Linked DNA regions of Mus musculus: region 1 is linked to region 2. The links are chromatin contacts, called in public HiChIP or PLAC-seq maps. All regions are on one chromosome and are shown on one strand. Each heading gives the region's core, a stretch centred on a gene start, on an enhancer-like site or on the middle of the called end of the contact. The rest is flanking DNA. Distances are from core to core; before and after follow the strand shown.

Region 1 (4,105 bases), core at 106-2,605, 510 kb after region 2:
CCCCATCATGCAACAGTAGAAAGAAAATGACTTTCATCACAAATACACAAGGGCACAATGAACATCCATTATTCATTTCTCCCTCCTTCTCCCCTTCTTCCCCTCCCTCCTCCCTTTCTCTCTCCTTCTCTTCCCTCCCTCTCTTTCCCCCACCCCCCTCCACAAGTATGAATATGTATGTGGAGGCCAGAGGTCAACCTCAGGTATTACTCCTCAGGTGCTGTCCAGCTTGTTTTCTGAGACAGGGTCTCTGCTGGCAAAATAGGCCAGGCTGCCTCCTCCTCCCTAGCGCCGGGCTTACACCTGTGTGAGCCACAACTCAGCTCTTTCACAAGGTTCTGGGGCTTAAACTCAAGATCAAGCCCTTAGCCTGAGCCAGATCTCTAGCCTTGAATGTCCATTTTCTTGAAGAAATTTGGAATACTTTTCAAGTAAGATCTTTATGGATGTAATTAATAGAGTAATTCCCTCTCATGTCTTCCCACTACTAATTTTTGGACTTTATTATCAAGGCTTTCTTTTCCATTATTTCTACTCTGTAATTACTTTATTTTTCAGTTTTCATTTCATTAACATTATTCCTACAGAATATAATTTTTTGCCTCATGTTTAGGTTTCCCTTTAGAAGGAAGTTATTACACTTTAAGGTCAAATGTAGGTCTAACTCTGACTCCTGAGTCTGTCTGTATGAGAACAAATTTTCTGGCATTCAAACTGATTCAAGCCACAAATTTGGCAATTAACTCCCATTAACTGGAGTTACAAGGGCCTCATGGTATCAGTTCTTCAAACTACATCTACAGTTTAGTAGAACAGAGTTGACAGGCATCTCCAAGTTTGGGATCATGAAACTATTAACTGATACATACATCAAAGCATCACAGGGTATCTCATAAATACACATTTTAATCTTTTTATGTGTAAGCTAAAACTTAAAAATGAAGTTAATAGCTTAATACAGCTCTAATAGTGGTTTGCTGTCTGATTAGTTTTACCATGTACATTTAAAAAACCAAACCCTGTAAATAGCAGCAATTCCTGATCTTCTCAGCAAACATGGAGAGGTGGGAATAAGTAAGAAGCAACACAAACAGTACATGTAAGCACCACACGTGTAGTTTTCATCCTCAGTTTGCAATGGGAAGGAAGTTACTTCAGTGCACGTTTAAAATCCTGGGAGCTGGTTTCAAACACTAACTTGTCATATTTGTTTTTTTCCTAATAAAGTACCCAGTTCTTACAAAGCTAGTGGACAACCGCTCCAAAGCACTCAGTGTTCTCCACTGTGTGGCAGGTTGACAGTTTAAAGCATTCTCTATGCTGCAGGGTAGGAGACAGTACAGGATCTGTCATTCCATTGTAGCACTGGTCCTTAACACTCACACCTTCCCAAGATAACATGTCACTGCTAGACTGAGGGACAACTCCAAGACTGGTCTAGAAGCTCAAATCATTTCTCATTACTATGCCTACTATCTGCTGGACTTACTCCACATTAAATTATTCCCAGGCTCTTTTGTCAACCTCAATGTCACATGCTACATGTTCTTAAGAATTTACTCTCTGGGGGCAGGAGAAATGGCTCAGCAGTTAAGAGCACTTGCTGTTCTCGTAGAAGGCCTGTGTTCAGTTCCCAGGACCTACATGGCAGCTCACAACCACCTCTATCCCCAGGTCCAGGGAACCTAATTTCCTTTCCTGGTCCCCAAGAGCACCAGGCACACCCATGGTGTACATACATACATTCAGGCAAAACACTCTTACACATAAAATTTACACAAATCTTTCAAAACAAATAATTGACTGTTTTTTTAAAAATTACTTTTGACATTTATTTATTACTATTTAAGGCATGCACATACAAAGTCACATGATGATTTGCAGGAGTCAGTCCTTTCCTTCCATGTGGGCTCTCGGGGTCAAATTCAGGTACTTAGGCAGCACGACAAGCACTTTTAGTAGCTGAGCCATCTTGCTGACCCCCATTTATACTTTTCTAAATAAACATGTAATAAAAATTTAACCTGAAACATTTAATAGAAATTTAGCCTGCTAAACTAGATGCACCTTTGTTTTCTTATCAACCACAAATGCTACAGGCACTGAATTTTATGACACAGCACTGTCAGGGAGCTAAAACATGCTTTTCTACAGCCAACTTGGGCCTAGCAATTCACAGTTCTTGCATTCATTATTCAACATGGAATAGGCAGTAAACATTCCCAAATAATTAGGTTTACTAATTCAAGGAAAACCAGGAGACCTGGGAAAAGCTTTTTCTCTGTACTCCCCTCAACTCTCAGAAGGTAAGAGGTGAAGCCACAATTCTGTGAGGAGTAAGTCAACCAAGCTGTATCAACTCAGTAGCAAAAAATGCCAAGTTTTGAGCCCTCTGCTAACTTTCATAGCATGAGGTTCAAGCGACTGTTTTTTTTCCTCCTATGCTGATAGTCACCACTGTGAACAAAGCCTGTCTGTAGGCTCATCTGTCATTCAACTGTCACTGCACGGTAATAATACCAGCATCCGTCTTTTCATTTTCAGGAAGAACAGCCAAAGAACCTTAATGGCTTGACAGTATTACAAGTGACTAGAGCACCACATATTCAAAGGCACCTAATGGGATCGACAGTATCACACGCCATCTAAGCCATCCTTACAGGCAGCTTCTGTAGCTGCCGTCTGAAGCAGCTACTATCAGACAGCTGTTTAAACTGAGCTCCCGCAGACCAGAGAGATGGCTCGGTGGTTAAGAGCGCTGGCTGCTCTTTTAGAGGACAAGTGTTCAATTCTCAGCACCCACATGGCAGCTCACAACTGTCTGTAACTACAGTTCCAGATGATCCGACACCTTCACACAGACAGACAGGCAAACCACCAAGGCACATGAAATGAAAACAGAGCTGGGCATGGTGGTGCACACTTTCAATCCTAGCACTCAGGAGGCAGAGGCAGGTGGACCTCTGTGAGGTTGACATTAGCCTGGTCTACAAAGTGAGTGAGTTCCAGGACAGCCAAGACTGTTACACAGAGAACCCTGTCTCCAAAAAAAAAAAAAAAAAAAAAAAAGTAATTAATAAAAAAAATTGTAAAGAAAAACTGGGATCCTTCAGCTAAACTTTGGTAAGACACTGAATTTAGTGAGTGCCCTCACCCCCCAACTTATGGGTTCCACCTCCCATTACAGAGACATCCCACAAGGCTTATGCTCCCATGCCAAGGTCTCCCATTACAGAGACATCCCACAAGGCTTATGCTCCCATGCCAAGGTCTCCCATTACAGAGACATCCCACAAGGCTTATGCTCCCATGCCAAGGTCTAAGTAGCATGGCTAAACACAAAGCTTTCTGGTGCTCAAAAACTTTGTGTGTATGTGTGAGTTTGTCCATCTGTCTGTCTGACTATTAAGACGTATTCATATTTGCTAAGAGTCGTCTGAGTGACCATAAGCAAGCACTCATATTTGCCACATTTCTAGATGGCTCCTTAGTTCTGTAAAAAAAAACGCACTACCAGCTGCCATGCTCCATGTGATCCTTCCTCAAACAGTTCTTAGATTAGTTAGCTATGGTTTAGCACGAGCCCAAAGGAAGACTTCAAGTGTATATACTTAAAAGAATCTCCTACTGCTCCTCCTCTTCATCATCCTCTTCTTCCTCCTCCTCCTCGAGACAAGGTCTCACATGGTGGTCCAAGCTGACCTAGGGCTTACTGTGTAGTCTAGGCTGGCCTCAAACTCACAGTCATCCTACTGTTTCAGCTAACTGAGCAACGCCAGCATCAGGCAAAGTACATTTAGAAGATGTCTCACAGCTGTCGCTACTGAAACAAAGGTAGGAAAGGTAAGCAAATGATCAGGGAGCAGGAGCCAGGGCCAAGCAGCTACTGCAGGGCAGGGCTGAAGGCAAGCACAGCTGTGTGAAAAGCTGAGTTGAGACAGAGGAAGTAACGGCAGCACCAAAACCAAGACTCAGCCTGTGGCAACAGACTCGGCCAAGGGTTGGAGGATGGCCCAAATGGGGTAAAAAGGGCAGAGCGCTACCAGATACTAGAGACAGCCACCTTCAGTGCGAAGTCCCCTTATACTGAACAATTCTGGAATAT
Region 2 (4,028 bases), core at 1,372-3,871:
GCCCAGTACCCCCACTCTTCCCACAGATCATCTGGCTAACACAGATCTTCTTTTTTCTAGCCCTGGACCTGGTGGCACACACTGCCAGGGTGCCAGCGTAGAACATGCTGCCTGTGAGAAGCTGCCCTGCCCCAAGGGTGTGCCCAGCTTCCGGGACCAGCAGTGCCAAGCCCATGACCGACTGAGCAGCAAGAAGAGAGGCCTGTTGACAGCAGTGGTGGTTGATGGTAATGGCATATGACCCTTCCTTTCAATGTGGCCTCCTTCCCTCTTTTCCCAAGAACTATAAAACCCAGTTAGAGATGCTCATAATCCCCAACTCCCAGCCCAGCCCACCTGAGAACACTGCTGTCTTCTGCCCAAGTTAGTCCTCGCTCCTGCTCCTGCTCCTGCCCCTGCCCCTGCCCCTGCCCCTGCCCCTGCCCCTGCCCCTGCTCCTGCAATAGTGAGGCTGAATTCTAACAACATGAGATCTCCCCACAGGCCATAAAGGCAAATGGTAGGCTAGATTCATTTTCAGCAAGGCAGGTGTGCTAGCGTATGTTTCCCACTCTGCTGTGTTCTGAGGTACCAGGAGTAGAGTGGTGTGTTTTGAGTGTGTGCCATTTTGCTTTCCTTGGCTTACTTGGGTTGGCTTTACTCTTTGCCTAGAAGTACTTGGAAGACTTTTAAGAACCATGTACAATAAAGGAAAGAGGGTAACCAGCACTGGTCACATTTTCTTTCTAAAAAAAACATTCTCCCGCACTGGGAGACTGTATGCCTTAAGCTGCCACTATGTTTTCAGTCCCTAGAAATAAGTCTAGGTGTTGGGCCATGTCTTCATAGAGTTTGTGATGTTTGGTCATTGTAGGTAAGGACACCCCAAGGCGTAGTCCAGAGTATTGGGGTTTTGCCTAAAAGTCTTCCCCCTTAAGAAACAGTACTTTGTATTGTGATACTGACAGTATGGTCCCATTTATCAAGCATACCACAAGCCAGGTACAAGTTAGGTCTACATTCACCTCTGTCACCTGTCCTGAGCATGCAAAAGAAGATTCTGAGGATGGGAGGGGACAGGTTACGTGATGTCTAAGCTCCAGCAGCAGACAGAGTGGACTCAGAAAATAACCCACTGGCTGTCAGTACCCAAATACTCTAGCAGGAAGGAAGAAGTCTCGGGCACAGTGAGGGATCCTTAGAACAAAATCAACTGAGTCCTATTCTATAACTTCCGAGTGGCTTTCAGAAGAATGAATTCTCACACCAAGTCTTGGTTTTCTTCCCCAGGAAATCCCCATTCGGGTACCAGCAATTACAAGTTCAAATGTGCCTAGATGTTTAGGGGGGGGAGCCCAGATATCCCCAGCATCAACAGCTTCAGATCTGCAGCGCTTAGCCCAACACCTGACCTCTCAGGTTTGAGCTAGCTTGTAAAATAACACATGTTGTTTTTAACGTTACCCGCTTACCTGGGGACCTTGGAAGAAATAGAAAGCTCATTCCCCAGACATTTTTTCTTTGTATTTAAAAAGATACCTCATTGGCAGGGGTCGGGGGTGGAGGTGGGGGCGTAATAATGGCCGTGCTGTCACTTAGCCATGCTGTCACTTAGCCAGCAGAATTCCCCAGGAGCTTAGCTTTCTCATCCCTAACTTTCCCTGAAGAAAGAGAGAAGAGACAAGAGACTTCCCTCTCCCAAAACATAGGGTACTGTTGGAGGCACCCTTACTTTTCTGTCTGGGCATGAACAGCCTAGGGGCTCCCAGCTACCTCAGGCATATTCAGACCCCTGATTGGAACCGAGATATTACCAGAGATGGTGCATGTTCCAGTACAGCAGCTCGCTGTGATGGGAACCACTCAAGCCTTTCGTTGTCTCCAGAGAGCCAGGGAACGATAGATTGAAGCCTTTTTTGCCTTTCCCCCTTTCCTTGAGCCAGAAGGCATGAGGGCTAAGGTACCCCTGTCCCCTGAACATTTCCTCTCAGCTCTGTGGGAGGCGGGGGGGGGGGCTGTTTGTTGCTTGCTTACTTTGTTTTTAACCAGACTTGCTTCATGTATACAGGGCAGAAACCCCACTTGAGCAACTCCATCTTAAATCTCTATTGACCACTAACCGCTTGAATGGCTGAATGTTTTGGCCCCCTTATCATCATAGTAACTAAGACTGCTGTCAGCCCAGGCCTCCCTCATGAGGAGACTCCTTGAGGACTTTGACAGGGCTAGGCTGCATTTTCTCACCCATCTGTCTCTTGTCTCATTCTACCCACGTAACAAATAACTAGATCTAACAAATACCTTGACCTGAAGAAGCCAGCCATATTTGATAGACTTACAGACTGGAGGTGTTCAGCCTTTGAAGGAGAGACCTCCGGTTCCGGGCTTTGTGAGCGTAGCTTGACCCAATGTCCTCTGTGGTGAAATTGCCACGACTTCTTACGCATGAGGTTCCATTTTTCTCAGTACAAACAGAAGCCAGCATTTTAAAAGCATTTCAGAAGGGCAACAATGCCATAATAGATGGCTGATTCAGATGGCTGATGATAAATGGTCCCCTGGAACCCCTCTTTCTGAGAGGCACGGCTGTAGCTGAGCCGTGATAGGAGTGATCCCTGCGGTTGGGCTCTGGCTCCTCACGGCCCATTATAACTGCCCTATTCATAGCATTGCTATCGCTGCAGAATTCTTTGGCGAGTGACGCACAAGTCAGTAAAGGGGAAGCAGTATTTTCTCTCCTCTCCCTTTCCCTCTTTTAAAAAGAATTCTTGCAGAGGTAGACTTTCCGAAGGAGGACTCGGGACCACAAACCCATCCCACCTCCAAAGGAGGAACAAAGACTCTCCTCAGTAAAGATCCCAAAGAGGGAAAGCCCTAAGACAGAAACCCACTGAGGTGGCCGCTTGCCAGATCTGTTTCTGCTTTCCCTGTGGGATCTTTTCACAGTAGAAATGTCCAGAGGTTCAGACCCATGTGACCAGGCCAACAGCAGGCTCCATCCTCAGTAAAGTGTTGGAAAGCCGCATCTGGACAAAGTGCCTTTTTCCCAGCTCCTTTGGTTCACACAAGAGACATCCCCCACCCTCCCGTCTGAGCGTCTGAGCAAATAAGAGATGGGAGGGTCACAGCCGTGACTCCTACTCAGCCAAGTGGCCCAGAGATGGAGGAGCATTGTGACAAAGATGAAGGGTGTTCCCAAAGGACCAATGAGGGGCTGGAACCAAGATATCTGAAAACATTAGGCCCTTCTTCTATGGCCTCCAGGAGCCCTGCCCCAGTGCAGTCTACATTTCTCTAAACTTCTCCTCGAACCGCCAACTAGGGAGACCCACAGGTCCCATTAAGTAAATCTGTGTCGCATCTCTGAATCCTTCCAGATCACTTACGGCTCAGAATTCAAAGCTCTGTAGTGTTTGAAATTCAATGATGGCTCAGTAGCCACATATTAACATCCCCACTGGCACCCAAGAGGACACATGGCGGCCTGCGGGGGGGGGGGGGGGGATGTGATGGCTAATGAGGTGGGTTATCATTCCTGTCAGAAAAGGCTGGTTTTACAGCCAAATAGTTTGACACACATATAAGAAAACACTCATTTTTCAGAACTTTGCATATTTCTGAATTATAAAGAAAATAACCTAGCCTTCTCTGCGACCCGCCAGCTGTGAGCCATGGCCTCTCCGTGTCATGGAGTTTCAGTGTTGAGTTGTCAGGGAAAAGACATCAGTCATTCTGGCTGTGGTAAGTGCTATCCAGTTAACTGAGACCTGTCTAGAGGGTCTAGCTATTCCAGAAGAAAGACCGATTGGTCTCTTCATAGTCAGGCGGACTTTACTGGTCCAATCAGCTAAAGACTGGTACCTGGGAACTGGTTATGAAGTCCTGGCGGACAGCCTGTGAGAGAGAAGACTGAGTAGCCAAGACAGAAGACAGAACTTAGATGATCACTTATTCCGGCCTCAACATTAACTAGACTCTGCCTTAAAAGTAAAGACAAAGTCTGAGAGGGCTATAAGAACATTGTGAGCTGCGGTGTCCATGTTCCCTCT

Evidence for each region. HiChIP or PLAC-seq counts read pairs in DNA pulled down with a chosen protein or histone mark.
Region 1: a contact with region 2 is called in an H3K27ac HiChIP or PLAC-seq map of heart atrium, with 5 read pairs. The contact joins two enhancer-like sites. A contact is called at or near these places in 1 of 484 Hi-C or Micro-C datasets (cardiomyocytes) and 1 of 115 datasets of contacts at active chromatin or transcription factors (heart atrium).

Annotation. Positions count from the first base shown.
Region 1 is chr7:67,553,711-67,557,815 of GRCm38.p6, forward strand. All of the region lies in intron 6 of Lrrc28 (leucine rich repeat containing 28), which reads right to left. Among named protein-coding and RNA genes, the nearest start is that of Gm23233, 15 kb to the right of the region's middle. Within about 2 kb of position 1,356, at least 7 of the 459 cell types and tissues checked have an H3K27ac peak or open chromatin away from gene starts, as enhancers often do. A contact at or near this core is called in heart atrium, where this site is marked.
Region 2 is chr7:67,041,725-67,045,752 of GRCm38.p6, forward strand. Adamts17 (a disintegrin-like and metallopeptidase (reprolysin type) with thrombospondin type 1 motif, 17) reads left to right here. Exons shown (of 23, transcript NM_001033877.4): 13 at 61-227. Among named protein-coding and RNA genes, the nearest start is that of 1700112J16Rik, 180 kb to the right of the region's middle. Within about 2 kb of position 2,622, at least 26 of the 459 cell types and tissues checked have an H3K27ac peak or open chromatin away from gene starts, as enhancers often do. A contact at or near this core is called in heart atrium, where this site is marked.